2 separate regions of the Mus musculus genome follow, and region 1 is linked to region 2. A link is a contact called in public promoter capture Hi-C data. All regions are on one chromosome and are shown on one strand. Each heading gives the region's core, a stretch centred on a gene start, on an enhancer-like site or on the middle of the called end of the contact. The rest is flanking DNA. Distances are from core to core; before and after follow the strand shown. Region 1 holds the start of Rps6ka5 (ribosomal protein S6 kinase, polypeptide 5). Region 2 holds the start of Gpr65 (G-protein coupled receptor 65).

Evidence for each region. Capture Hi-C pulls out chosen DNA fragments and counts their contacts.
Region 1: a contact with region 2 is called in a promoter capture Hi-C map of adipose tissue, with 4 times the contacts expected there. The contact joins the promoter of Rps6ka5 here to the promoter of Gpr65 in region 2. A contact is called at or near these places in 1 of 39 promoter capture datasets (liver), 1 of 115 datasets of contacts at active chromatin or transcription factors (thymic regulatory T cells) and 1 of 9 other capture datasets (adipose tissue).

The regions. Positions count from the first base shown.
Region 1 is chr12:100,723,816-100,730,157 of GRCm38.p6, forward strand. Rps6ka5 (ribosomal protein S6 kinase, polypeptide 5) reads right to left here and starts at 1,305. Exons shown (of 17, transcript NM_001330702.1): 1 at 966-1,305. The coding sequence starts at 1,065.
Region 2 is chr12:98,264,167-98,270,489 of GRCm38.p6, forward strand. Gpr65 (G-protein coupled receptor 65) reads left to right here and starts at 4,469. Exons shown (of 2, transcript NM_008152.3): 1 at 4,469-4,548.

The DNA of each region.
Region 1 (6,342 bases), core at 55-2,554, 2.5 Mb after region 2:
AACAGCAGCAAGGTGGACCCGCTTTCTACCTGAAACCTGCCATTTGCCATTTGTGTCTACTTAATATAATGTGCCAAAGACTTAAGTGTCAAAAATCTTAAAACCACTGACACTAATAACTATCGATCCACTCTAACACATTCTCCATGCAGAAATGATAGTGTAAGGGGAGACCTGACTCCATGGGGCTGGGGAGACCCAAACTTTACCAATTGGTCCAGATAAGAATTTTCCAAAACAAACCCCGGAATTACACAATGAAAAAGCAAAAGTAAAAAGCTTAGCACACGGAGCTTTACTGATCTCCAGCACAGGGGATGCAAGCACTTAAGTCGCCTAGTGAAGCCTTTCACCCAAAACTTTACATTTATAGAGGCTGCTTGCCAAAAGACCTGGCAAATTTCAGAGAGTATAGTACTTCACGATAACTCTGAGAGAAAGGACTTAATTCCAGAGGACCACGAAGCCTTTTTCCTTCACCAGAGACTAACCGAGAACCAATACCCCTCTCGCAGGATCGCTGTCCCTTAGGGATGGTACAGACATACATACACACACAAACACACACACTCCCCTCACACCTGAACCATCCCAGGCAGAGGTGCAGGGTAAAGTGAGTTCAAGCTTCAAGCTCCATCACACACAGCTCCACACAGCTCACCTCTTGAGGGAAAGAGTACCTTTCCCTCGAGACAGCGTGTAGTGACAGATATGTCACCTATGCAGGAAAGGGGGCATAAAGGCATCTTCCCAGGCTGGGTCGGAAACTGGGGGCCCAGCAGGAGCAAACTTTCCTCTCCGTGCCCAGAGCCTCCCAGGACCCCCGGACTATTCCCCGCCCGCGAAGCCCCGCCCCGGGCCCGTCCCCCCCAGCCCGCGCCCCTTTTGGCCTGTGCGCGCACCCATGCCGGCTCTCAGGCGCGCCTCCGCGGCTGGCCCGGCCAGCAGAGGGCGGGGTCGCTCACCGGTCCGCAGCTCGTGCTTGACAGTAAGGAGCTGCTCGCCGCCGTCGCCGCTGTCCCCGCTGGTGCCCGCGCCGCCGCTGCCGCCGCCCTCCCCCTCCATCTTCACCCTCTTTCCGATCGCGCGGGTCGCTCTTAGGGGAACCTGATGGGACAGCAGACGCCCCGTCTCTCCACAGCTCCAGGAGCCGAGCTGCCGCAGCGCCACAACTCCGACACTGAGGCGAGTCTCTTTCCCGCTCTGGCCGTGCAGCTCCTCCGCCTCCTCCCCTCAGCGGGCACCGCTAGTACGGCACAACCCCGCGCCCTGCGCCTCCACCTCCTCCTCCAGGCCGCTCCTCCCACAGCCAGCCCAGGAGACAGCCCTGAGCCACCAGCGCTATTGGGCGCAGCGCGCGCGCGTCTGCCAGCGCCCGTTCCCATTGGGCGGCTAGTCCTGACGTTTCAGGAGCCGCCCCGCCCCGCTGCTCGAATTGTTGTTGCTTGGCGGGGAGGCAGGAGAGGGAGGAGCGCGAACGCTCCGATTGGCAAGACCCACGGAATGCCCCACCTACTCGCTTTGGTGCGCACGCGCAGGCAGGCCTTCCCTCTCCTGACCTCCCCAGAATGGTCACACCCCTTATTCCCAGCTTCGATCTGTTAGTAAACAGTATCTAGTAGTCAGGAGGCGCTCCGGACCTCTGATTGGCTACTGCGGAAAGAGGCGGGGAAAGACGATTGGACCGCTTGGTCCGCCAATCACAGTGGACAAAGGAGGGTCCTGGAGGGAAGCACTTGTCACCCACGTGTTTGCGCTCGCGCGCGTCTGAGGGTCCTAGGGAACGGCCCACAAATGTGTGACTGTCTGGAAGATGGCATGTCTTCGAATGATACTATTCTCTGTAGCACTAAATAAATTAAATGAATTTTGTGTTTAAATACAGGTAGGAGCCGGCAAGATGGTTCCGTGGGTAAAAGTGCTTGCGGCCAGACGTGGACAACCACAGTGCAGTTCCCATATAATGAAAAAGAACTAACATGTTGACCTCCGACCTCCACACAAGCTTTAATTAAGGGCATGTATCGCTCACACAAGGCAAAACTAAATTACGTTTAAAAATTAAATACAGGTAGCTCCTATACACAAAAAGTCAAGGTTCTGGCTCCGGATGAGAAATCTGAAATAATAACTTGTGGAGGTGGGGAGTGTAGCTCAGCCTAGCCTTGACCCCCTGGTACGTCTAGCACCACCTCCCAGTGCTGGAATTCGCAGTATGTGCCACCATGCCTTGCTTATGACATGCGGGAGATTGAACTCTCCAGCTTTATGAATGCTAGGCGAGCAGTCTACCAGTTAAACTACATCCTCATCCCAATTTTTCATGTTTAAGAAACTCAAAGAGTGTGGTGAATCATAAAATAAGATTCAATTTCTGCTCCTGAAAAGCTATTAACGGAACTCGAGAGATGGGCAACTTGTATACAGGCACAGGAAACTATAAAGAATTTAAACAAAACTGTGAACCAGTATTAAGCATTAGAGAATGGCACAGATGGCAACGATTATTCTCAAGGCTTTTAGGGCAAGGAGAAAATCTGGATAGCCAATTTAAAGGGCAAGTAAGACAAAACTGGAGACATTTCACACAGAGGTAAGCTGTGAGCCTAGGTCTAGAGGAGATCAAATGCTGGTGACCTAAGTAACAGGTAGGCTAAATGAAGTGTAAGGGAAACAGCTGTATAGGAAAGATGAGTGTATCTTTATTTTCCTTCTTGGAAAAAAAAAAACAAAAAAACAAAACAAACAAACAAAAAAAAAAACCAAAACAAAAAAACCCAAAACAAAACAAAAACACCTGACAGAAGCATTCTAAAGAAAGAACAGGTGTGGTGGCACTGACCTTTAATCCCAGCACTCAGGAGGCAGAGGCAGGCAGATCTCTGTGAATTCAAAGCCAGCCTTGTCTACATATCGAGTTCTAGGATAGTCAGGGCTACACAGAGAAACCTTTTCTTAAAAACACTCAAAAGAGAAAAAAGAAAGACCTGGGCAGGGTCGGGGAGTGACTTACATTTTAAGGATAGAGTGTATCATGGAGGCGGGAAGATGGAGGAACAGGAGACCACTTGGTCAAGTTGTGTCTGTGGTCAGAAGCAGACAGCGCTAAACTGTGGTACTCAGCAGTCTCCTTTCTATTAAATCCAGGACACCCAGCACAGCTAGGGTGGATCTTCCCTGTTAAGCCTCCCTGGAGATGCCATTAAAGAGACACCCACAGGTGTGTCTCCCAGGTGGTTCCAAATCCGGGCAAACTGAGAATGAAGATGAACCGTGTCCTTAAGACAATGAGGGATCGTAAATGTTACACTGAGGCACAGAAGTTATTTAGTAATGAAGTCCCCTACACTAGTTAGAACAGCAAAGTCACTCTCTTATAACTTGTCGAATCCCATGAGGCTGACGGGAAGAGAGGACTCACTGGGAAAGAATGTATTGCAAGTGTAGCACTGACAGCTTAATTTCTGTAGCGGAAGTAGGTGATAATGAGAAAAGAAAAGACGAGCATAAACAATGCAAAAATGATCTTCTAAATTGCACATGGATTAGATGAAGAATGGGCAAACTATCTTCCTGTTAGAGGACAGATAGCAAATCCAAGGCTGTGTGAGCCGTAGACTCTCATTTATAACTACTCAATTTTTCTGGAAAGTGGTCAATAGAAAACAGAAAGACAATAACAAATGGCTGTGTTCCCCTAAGATGTCTTAATGGATATTGGAATTTGAATTTCACATGCCATAATATATTATTGTTTTAATATCTTTTCAAACATTGAAATATGCAAAACCCATCCTTAGCTCATGGGCCTTTAAAAAGTAGAAAGTGGTCTATATTTGGTAGTCTCCATAGTTGGCAGATTTTTGTACCAAAGTACCTGAAGGGGCTGGAGAGATGGATCAGCCGTGAAGAGCACTGATTGCTCTTCCGAAGGTCCTGAGTTCAAATCCCAGCAACCACATGGTGGCTCACAAACATCCTAAATGAGATCTGATGTCCTATTCTGTAGCAAGCTGGCCCGAGGCTTACAAGGACCCGGTACCGTACACCGGGGAAGCAGGCTGGAGCTGAAAGAGAGAAACTAGCCGGTCGAGAGAAATAATGGAGCCAAGATGATTCCCTGTTCAAGGCTCAGTGTTTATTAGCAGTCTGCGCTGTTTTGTTGCCAAGTTGTTAGCACTAGTCCGCCAGAGCAGAGCCATTAGCAGTAAGTCGCCAATTTCACAGGTAGTCAGCTACCTCAAGAACCTCTCCGGAAGACATGTTCAGCCTCTCAGCAGGTAGCAGAATCTCAGGGCAATTGTCACTTCAAAAGAAGCCAGCCAAGTCCGAAAGCAGCACTGCAGGTGGCCCCACCTCAGTGTTGACAAGGTCTGTACAGCTTCAGGCTGGGGGAGGCTACACTATTCTGAGGTATCTGAAGACAGCTACAATGTACTTACATATAATAAATAAATCAAGAAAGAAAGAAGGAAAGAAAGGAAGGAAGGAAGGAGGAAGGAAGGAAGGAAGGAAGGAAGTAAGGAAGGAAGGAAGGAAGGAAGGAAGAAAGAAAGAAGGGAGGGAGGGAGGGAGGAAGAAAGGAAGGGAGGAAGGAAGGAAGGAAGGAAGGAAGAAAGAAAGGAAAGAAAGAAAGAAAGAAAGAAAGAAAGAAAGAAAGAAAGAAGGAAGAAAGAAAGAAAGAAAGAAGGGAGGGAGGGAGGGAGGGAGGAAGAAAGGAAGGGAGGAAGGAAGGAAGAAAGAAAGGAAAGAAAGAAAGAAAGAAAGAAAGAAAGGAAGGAAGAAAGAAAGAAAGAAAGGAAGAAAGGAAGAGAGAGAGAAAAAGAGAGAGTGGAGACATCTAGGTGCCCCCATTAGATCGGTGCCCCACAGCTCCCTGGGTGAACCTGCCTGGCATGCCTGTTCTGCTACACTGTGACTTCATACTTAGCAGCGCTATGCAGAGCTGATCAACAGCTGTGTGCAATTGTTCATTTGTTCGTGCAACAACTTTCATTCCCATTATGTGCCAATTACTGTGGTAGGTGTCAAGGGCACAGTGCACACAAGACAGATGCCATCCTTGTTCCTTATTGAGATTACAGTTTAGGAATGGAAATAAATTCTAGGTGATTCTACATAAAGAAACTGCAAGCTTTTCATTTTGCTCACACTGAAAATGTATATCAACGTGCTATAATGGGATGCATCAGGAGTGCCTGTTTAGGTTAGAGTTGCTGGAAAGCCTTTGTATGGAAGTATTTTTTTTTTTTATTCAGAATCTTTAAAGATGCATAAGATTAACCAGAACTTTGAAAAAAAAAAAAACTGTCCTAATGCGCGCCAATCTCATTTCCTCTTCTTGGGCAAACAGGAAGAACTTTTTTCTTTTTTCAGTCCTTTTGTAGCTTGGTTCTTATGACAGTTGGCCAGTGGGCAGACACGGCCAGACACTTTCAAAACTAGCCAAGTCACCCCATGCGCGGTTGCAGTTTCCCACACTAGCTTTTGCCTTCTGCAGCAACCACGAAAGCTTCCCCTCCTCCCGCCCCGCTCTACACACCTCTCTCATTTTGTTGTTGAGACAGGGTCTCACTCTATAGCTGTGGCTCTCCTGGAACTCACTCTGTAAACAAGGCTGGTCGAAACTCTCACAGATCTGCCTGCCTCTGCCTCCCGAATACTGGGATCAAAGGCACGTGCCACCATGCACAACAAGCCACATTTTGAATACGGAGGCACTTCGTTTTGGAAGACTCCTGGACTGAGTTCTTTCTGGAAGCAAAACCACCTGACCTGCAATAAGTCTTTTAAGTACAAGCTACTGAGGTGGCAGGATGGTCCACGACAAAAGTGTTATGTACCCTACACTATTTCACAGGGGCATTGTTCAGGGGAAGAGAGTTTTCAGATGATGTTCCAAGACAGATAAAGAACCTGTTGCACTTGAGAGACCAAGAGAAAGCCAGTGGAGCTTTTATTACCATAACCAGGAGCTTGCTATGAGATGTATGCAAAGACATAATCACAAGGTATATGCCTGGCCTTATTAATATTTATGAGATTTATCCATGAAAGGGATTTAAAGTGGAGAATGATATAATTGGGATAGTGTTTTTAAAAAGTTATTTCACTGTATGTGTGTAGAGTGTGTGTGTGTGTGTGTGTGTGTGTGTGTGTGTGTGCATGTATGTATGTATGTGTGTGTGTAGTGTGTATATGGTGTGTGTATGTATGTGTGTAGTGTGTATGGTATGTTTATATGATGTGTGTGTCTGTCTGTCTGTCTGTCTGTCTGTGTGACACCTGAAATTGTCCTCCAACCCCCTATTGGTCATACAGTTGTTATTCACAGGCAAGCTG
Region 2 (6,323 bases), core at 3,219-5,718:
CTTGATGATGGTCACCTTTGCCCACTGAGGCATCTATCCAGCCCTTGTTTTGCTCTGAGTTTTGGTTCTATGATAATCTATGCCTATCACTGCTGCCCAGTGCTAAGCGTGTTGGGAGGCAGAATTCGACTGCCTTCCAGAATGAAGATAGCAGAGTTTCCCTCTTCTTGCTTCCAGTGCAGGCTCTGACAGTAACCAGACCCTTCAATCAGCTCCTCGAAGCTGCACTTTGACCTTGAAAGAGTGACGTTTGAGAATGGATCTATCATACTGGAACCCCAGGAGTGCCACAGAGACTCCAGCTAAAGTGTCCTCAAGGGGCCAGCACAATGGGGTCAGCAGTGCCATCCTAACCTGAATATCTAGGTGGGGTGACCTGGTTTTCCGTTCTCTATCTCTAACCATTTTCTCTAAGCCTCATCCTCAGGGCTCTGCATAGATCATGGACCATATATATCCTGACCGATTTCCCAATCACTTTTTGGGCCAGGTGACTACAGTTTCTGTTGTTTGCAGCAAAGAACGCCGGCTGAATATAGTCCTTGGCGAATGTGATCATGACAGCCAATCCCTCCACTGTGAAAACTGCCTCCTCTGCCTGTAGCTCCTTTGTCAGTAATGTTTACTGCAAAGATTTGTTCAAGTAATAGAAAGCCAGGAGGTTTCAGTCCCATGCTGCAGCGGACGTATGCTTAGTCTCCTTTCAACTGTCAATATCAACTGTCAAGAGAGGAATTTTAGAGTCTACTGAGCTCCTAGCAGCGCTGAAGAAAATGACAGTTTATGTTAATTACCCTTGTTTTCTAGTTTTCTGTCACTGTAACCAAATAACTGGCAAGAAGCAACTTGAGGGAGAGAGGGTTTATTTGTCCTAATGTTGAAGACAACGTTTAATACATCACAGCAGGGATAACAGGGCATCAGGTGTCATGGGCCTGGTCACCTTGTGTCCACAAGCAGGAAACACACAGTGATAAGAAGTGGGGACAGACTATGACAAAATCAGGGCCCATTTTTACTGGCCCTTAAGGGTTCTACAACCTTCCTCAAACAGCACTGCCAGTGGGAACCAAGTGTTCACACACAGGTTCTGCGAAACGTTTCTTGTTCAAACCACAACACAGTTCAACAGAACGATTATTTCAACATCCAGCACAATGCTGCCCGACAGAGAGAGAACACCAAACACAGAGAGCATTCGAACTTTCTATTAGCCATACTAATGTCAAGGCAGAACATTAACCTTGATAGTTTATTTTACTTAACCCCAGATATTACCTTCGCCATATTTAATTAATAAAAAACTATATTATTGTCTTCATACTTAATTTTCTAAAAGCCCTTCCTTTATGAATTTCTTATATCAAAATTTGGATGTCAACAGGATTTCCCCAAGCACGGAGCCCAGAACCCCAGCCTTCCCATTGCTCATGGTCACCTCTTTCAAAACTAAACCCATAGCCTGTTCCACTCTCACTTTCTGCCAAGAACCCTTTTTCATCAGGCCACAAATACAACATGACTAATTAAATGTATAAAGAGAAATAAAAATGAGAATGCATACCAGGGTGTCAGAACTTGACCTTGCCCTATTTGACCGCTGTTTTTAATCTCGGAAATTGCACCAGACAAGTGATGCAGCTTAAAAAGGAGAAAGGAGGAAAATGTCCTTCATCAGCAGAATAACTACCACGCTGTCTACCGCATGGAGAAGCTGTAATCCAGACGGACCACATTCATTTGCCCCGTTTCCCGTTTTAAGCCCAAGTGCGCTGCCTCTGGCCAGTGTTGGGTGCCCACTGTGATCTCAGAAGATCAGAAAACTGACTGGCAAAGAATCCTGACCCCATAAAGCCAATGTTCTGAATAATTGTTTATTGATTTGGCCTTTATATTGTCAAAATGCCTCCGTGTCTCTGGGCTCTGAAATTTCGCCAACTATTCATTTAAATGCCACTGGGTTAAATATGGCACCAGTGCAGTTTTAACTAAACAAGATGCAGAATCCACAAAAGTCAGTGTCTCCTTGTGTGAAGGAAGCAATTTTTGCTCACTAACATTTTTTTCTTCTGTAAGCAGAAGTCAAAGTTTGTATTTCTCATGTTCTCTAACTACATCCTCTTTTTTTTTTTTCCTCCAGTGTTTGAAGAGTAAAGTGCATAGATATTTAATATGGATGTGAAAATACTCTTTCTCTAAAAAGAGAAGTATGGTCTATCTAGGTAAAATTAGATATTGTGCAAATCGTGAACTACCCATGAAATAGAAACAACAGTTAGACAAATGTGCAAAACCAAGCAAAAAAGAGACATGGGGATTGTCGTCATGAGCAGACAGAAATTATTATTTTCATTTTGGCAAATTTTTAATTCCCTTGTTTCTGTATGTATGTATGTGAGTGATGTGTGCAGATGTGTGTGCCAGCCTGAGGGCCACCTTGGGACTTGTTCCTCAGGCTTCACCATTCTCTTTTGTTCTTTCTTCTAAACTAAAGACAAGTCTTTCTTTAACCCAGAGTTTGCCTGCCTCTGCCTTCCCAGGCCTAGGATCATGATCATATGCCACCACACGTGACTGTTTGGACCTTGCTCCTGAAGCTCGAACTCGAATCTCCATGGTTGCAAGGGAAACCCTGTATTAAGCGGACCCCCCACCCCCAAGCCCTAACGCCTCAGGTCATTATTGTTTGTACATTTTACCTTAATTTTCCATCATCCCAATGACAATATATCCTGAGATTTTCAGTTACTACTTGTTATTTACAAATTCTTGAATACTTCACAAATTCATTATTTTTATCATTCTTTTTTTTCGTTACTGCTTGTTTGTTTGTTTCTTTGCTTGCTTGCTTGCTTGCTTGCTTGCTTGTTTTTGAGCCAGAGTGTACTCTATCTATCCTGGAACTCACTGGATAGACCAGGCTAGCCTTGAACTCAGAGATCCATCTGCCCCTGCCTCCCAGATGCTGGGATTAAAGATGTGTGCCACCACAGCCGGCATATTTTTATGATTCATAAAGATATACTAAGGAATTTTCAAAAGCCTTTACATTCCTCTTCTATACCACAGTTAACTGCGGGAAGAAATGTCTCAAGTATATCATAAGAGCACTTTTTTTTTCCATCTACAAACACAGACTTGGCATATCCTGAGTAGAGCCTAAAATTAAGTTAGAATTTTCCACTCTCAATTGATTTCGTACTTATAAAATAATATCCTAGCCTTAATTTCTAATCAAAGTTTATTGGAATACAGTTTAAAAATTATGTCTAACTTTTCTCAAAAGTGGGATGTTCTAGAAACTAATTTCACTTTGATTTAACTACTTATAGTTTTACTTTGTTAAAGTACTGCATTAGCGTTTTAAAATAATAATCTATAGCACTCATAAACACATTTTCACATTGCATGATTATCTATTTGTCTGGTCCAGTCCCATCAGCTGCTTTTAGGAATCACTGTTTTCTATTCCCAGAGGATTACTAGAAGAGAAAGTGATTCTGTAATCAAATACTATACATCCAATCGTATTAGTTCCCCAGAAGAACAGAAAAAAGTTCTCCCAAAGTTGGCTCTCTTGACCTACTCACATCCCCGCCTAGTTTTGCTGTTAAACCACAGTAATCACCAATCCCATTCTGCCTCTTCTGCTTTATTCTTCATGAACCAGCTCACCCCACAGTGGTCCACAGTAGCCTCTCCATCCTCACACCCAGATTACTCATCCTGTCTCATTCATGAGCATCTAGAACCGTCTACCTCTGCTTCTGGGGCATCCAGGGTGTCAGCGAATATAGCCCTCTCTTACATGGGGCTATGCTCATTTCCACGGAATAGTCAGGACCTGTGTAGATGCCTGCACAGTCAATCTAACGGCAGATGCAGGAACAGGATGAAGATGATGTAAAGGATTGAATGGTTGCAATGTTAAGAACAGCATCAAATTCAGAGGGTGTAGAGATGAAAATCTGGGGAAGAGTGCTTGCTGCACAGTATGAGGACCTGGGCTGAGATCCTAGTGCTCAAGTTAAAAGCTATGCATAACTAATGCGGATGCTGAGAGCCCCAACACAGTGGACAAGCTGAGACAGGAAGATCACTGGAGCTTGCTAGCCACCAGTCCAGTTCCAGGATCAGTAAGAGGCCCTGTGCAGAGGCATAAGGCAGAGAAAGGCAAACAGGACAGGTTCCTGGTTTCCAAAAGAGTGCATACTGGTGACACAGCTGCATACACATGTGTGCATACATCAGACACATACATATGCATGAAATAGGCATACATATAAGTATTCATTTATAATTAAGATACAAAAAGAATGGGTTATGAAAATCACATGACAGTAAATGACCCAAACATCGCTTAAAAGTACAGAAGGATCCTTGAACTCAGACAAAGTAAGCCTTCTCATTAAAAGGCTGCTTCCTCATTGGCTTATGACAAAATACGAGCGCAATTTCCTGTCCCCACAACACTGCTGGTTTCTCTTCTTGATACAAGCAGATTTGCCAGCCTCCTCAGTCAAGAGAAGCATCCCTCCAGAAACAGGGGTGAGTATGAGATTAAAACCTAGAACAAGATTTCAAAGTAGATAGTATACTTTTTAGCATAATGATCAACAATGTAACATTTCCTCTGGTTTGGGCTTTGTGAGTGTAACAAGATCAAGTTTTGTGAGAGAGATGCAAATGAGGAAGACACATGGTTTCTTCTACTTTGAGCAGTGGTATGGGGATGTCAGAACTCAAACTTAGAACTGGTTAGGTGATGATATAGGTATAACAAAGGGGACCATGTGTGCTCAGCGCTCTCCTCGGGATGCAGTGTGTTGGCAAACTGATGGTTTAGAAAGAATCTCTACCATCCTGGACAGGAAAGCTACCTGCTATTATCTCCCCACCAGTGCACGAGTCTAGGAATAGCTTTTACATTCATCGGAAATCATGTGAGGTTAGAAAATTGTGTTTCCAGCATCATTAAGCATCCGTTGTAACTAATTGTTAACAAATAACTGTCATAGTACCGGAGACATGTGGAGACCTGATAGGCAGCAAGCATGCTTTAGGTGAAAGTGTTTCTGTAATGCTGTATGCAAGCAATTTGCTTTTAGCTATCGTCATCAATTATTCATATTACTTTTAGAGCTACACCATAGATTGTCTTTTTCGCGCTTCGTAAAATTGAAACTTAGATCATTTGTATTTTGAGGGAGGGTGGCAAAAATTCTCAAAATTTCACTAAAGCATCCTAAATAATATTTGGAAAGATACGGGAATAATATGTTCTGTATATCCTTTTTTTAGATGCATTTTTCATTGACTTAACTAGAGCTATCTGCAATGCTGGCTTGGCATCACAGGTACAAGATCCCTAGGCTAGCCTGTGATGTGCTTGCCGGACAGTCAAGGATGACTTCCTTTTAGGAAATCTGTGGGGCAGCGGAAGGAAAAGCAGTACACTGCAGACGCTAACATATGGTGAAGGCTTTGCCTGTGCTCCCCTCTTGGCCCCACAGGGCATCTCATTTAATTCTCACAGCAACCCCATGGCCTGAGCACTAACTTACAGGAGAGGAAACAAACTTAGAAAAACCACAGATTCTTCCCCCCCTCCCGCCCCCCTAAGAACTTTGAGAACCTTTCCAAAAGCAACCACAAGCACATACTGCTGCCCCTGTTACTCAACAGACACGATGCTATCTGCTTCATCAAGCTCCCCTGGCTGGTTGGTGGCTGGCTGCTCTCAGCAAGGCAGGAAGTACTTTTATAGCTAAAACAGGAATTTATCCTGTTGAGAACTCTAAAACCTCACTAAAATAATTTTCTCTGTCTTTGCTTTTGTAGAAACAAACATGTACTCGCTTAGTAACACACCACTGCCTGCCCTTCCATTCTTAGTCCTATCTCAAGAGAGGAGACCTTTATAGCCTAGGTGTTTTCCCCTAGGGTGTATAAGTCTACCCAGTGGTGTGATGCTGACATTCATCAGAGCCCCCTCCTTAGCAGCTTATGCAGGTCCTTCCCTTCTTGTGGTTCAGATCATAGAGTTTCATTTTCTGTCTTCACCAAGAACCTTTAAAGGTTTCTTCAAGAACCGAGAAGGTTTTTCTGAGTGGTAGTTACCAGTAAATGCTAGGTTTTGCTCTGTTGATGAAATACGATTATAGGATGACAGCCATTATCTTGGAATACAGAAATGTGAACAGTCTGTCATCTGGTTTCAGTGCTTGCCATTGATCAGCCCTCTGTCAGTCTGAAACGTGTCCTTCGTACATAATCCATCTTTCTTCCCCGTCACTTCCCCACCCCCCACCACCTTAGCTTTG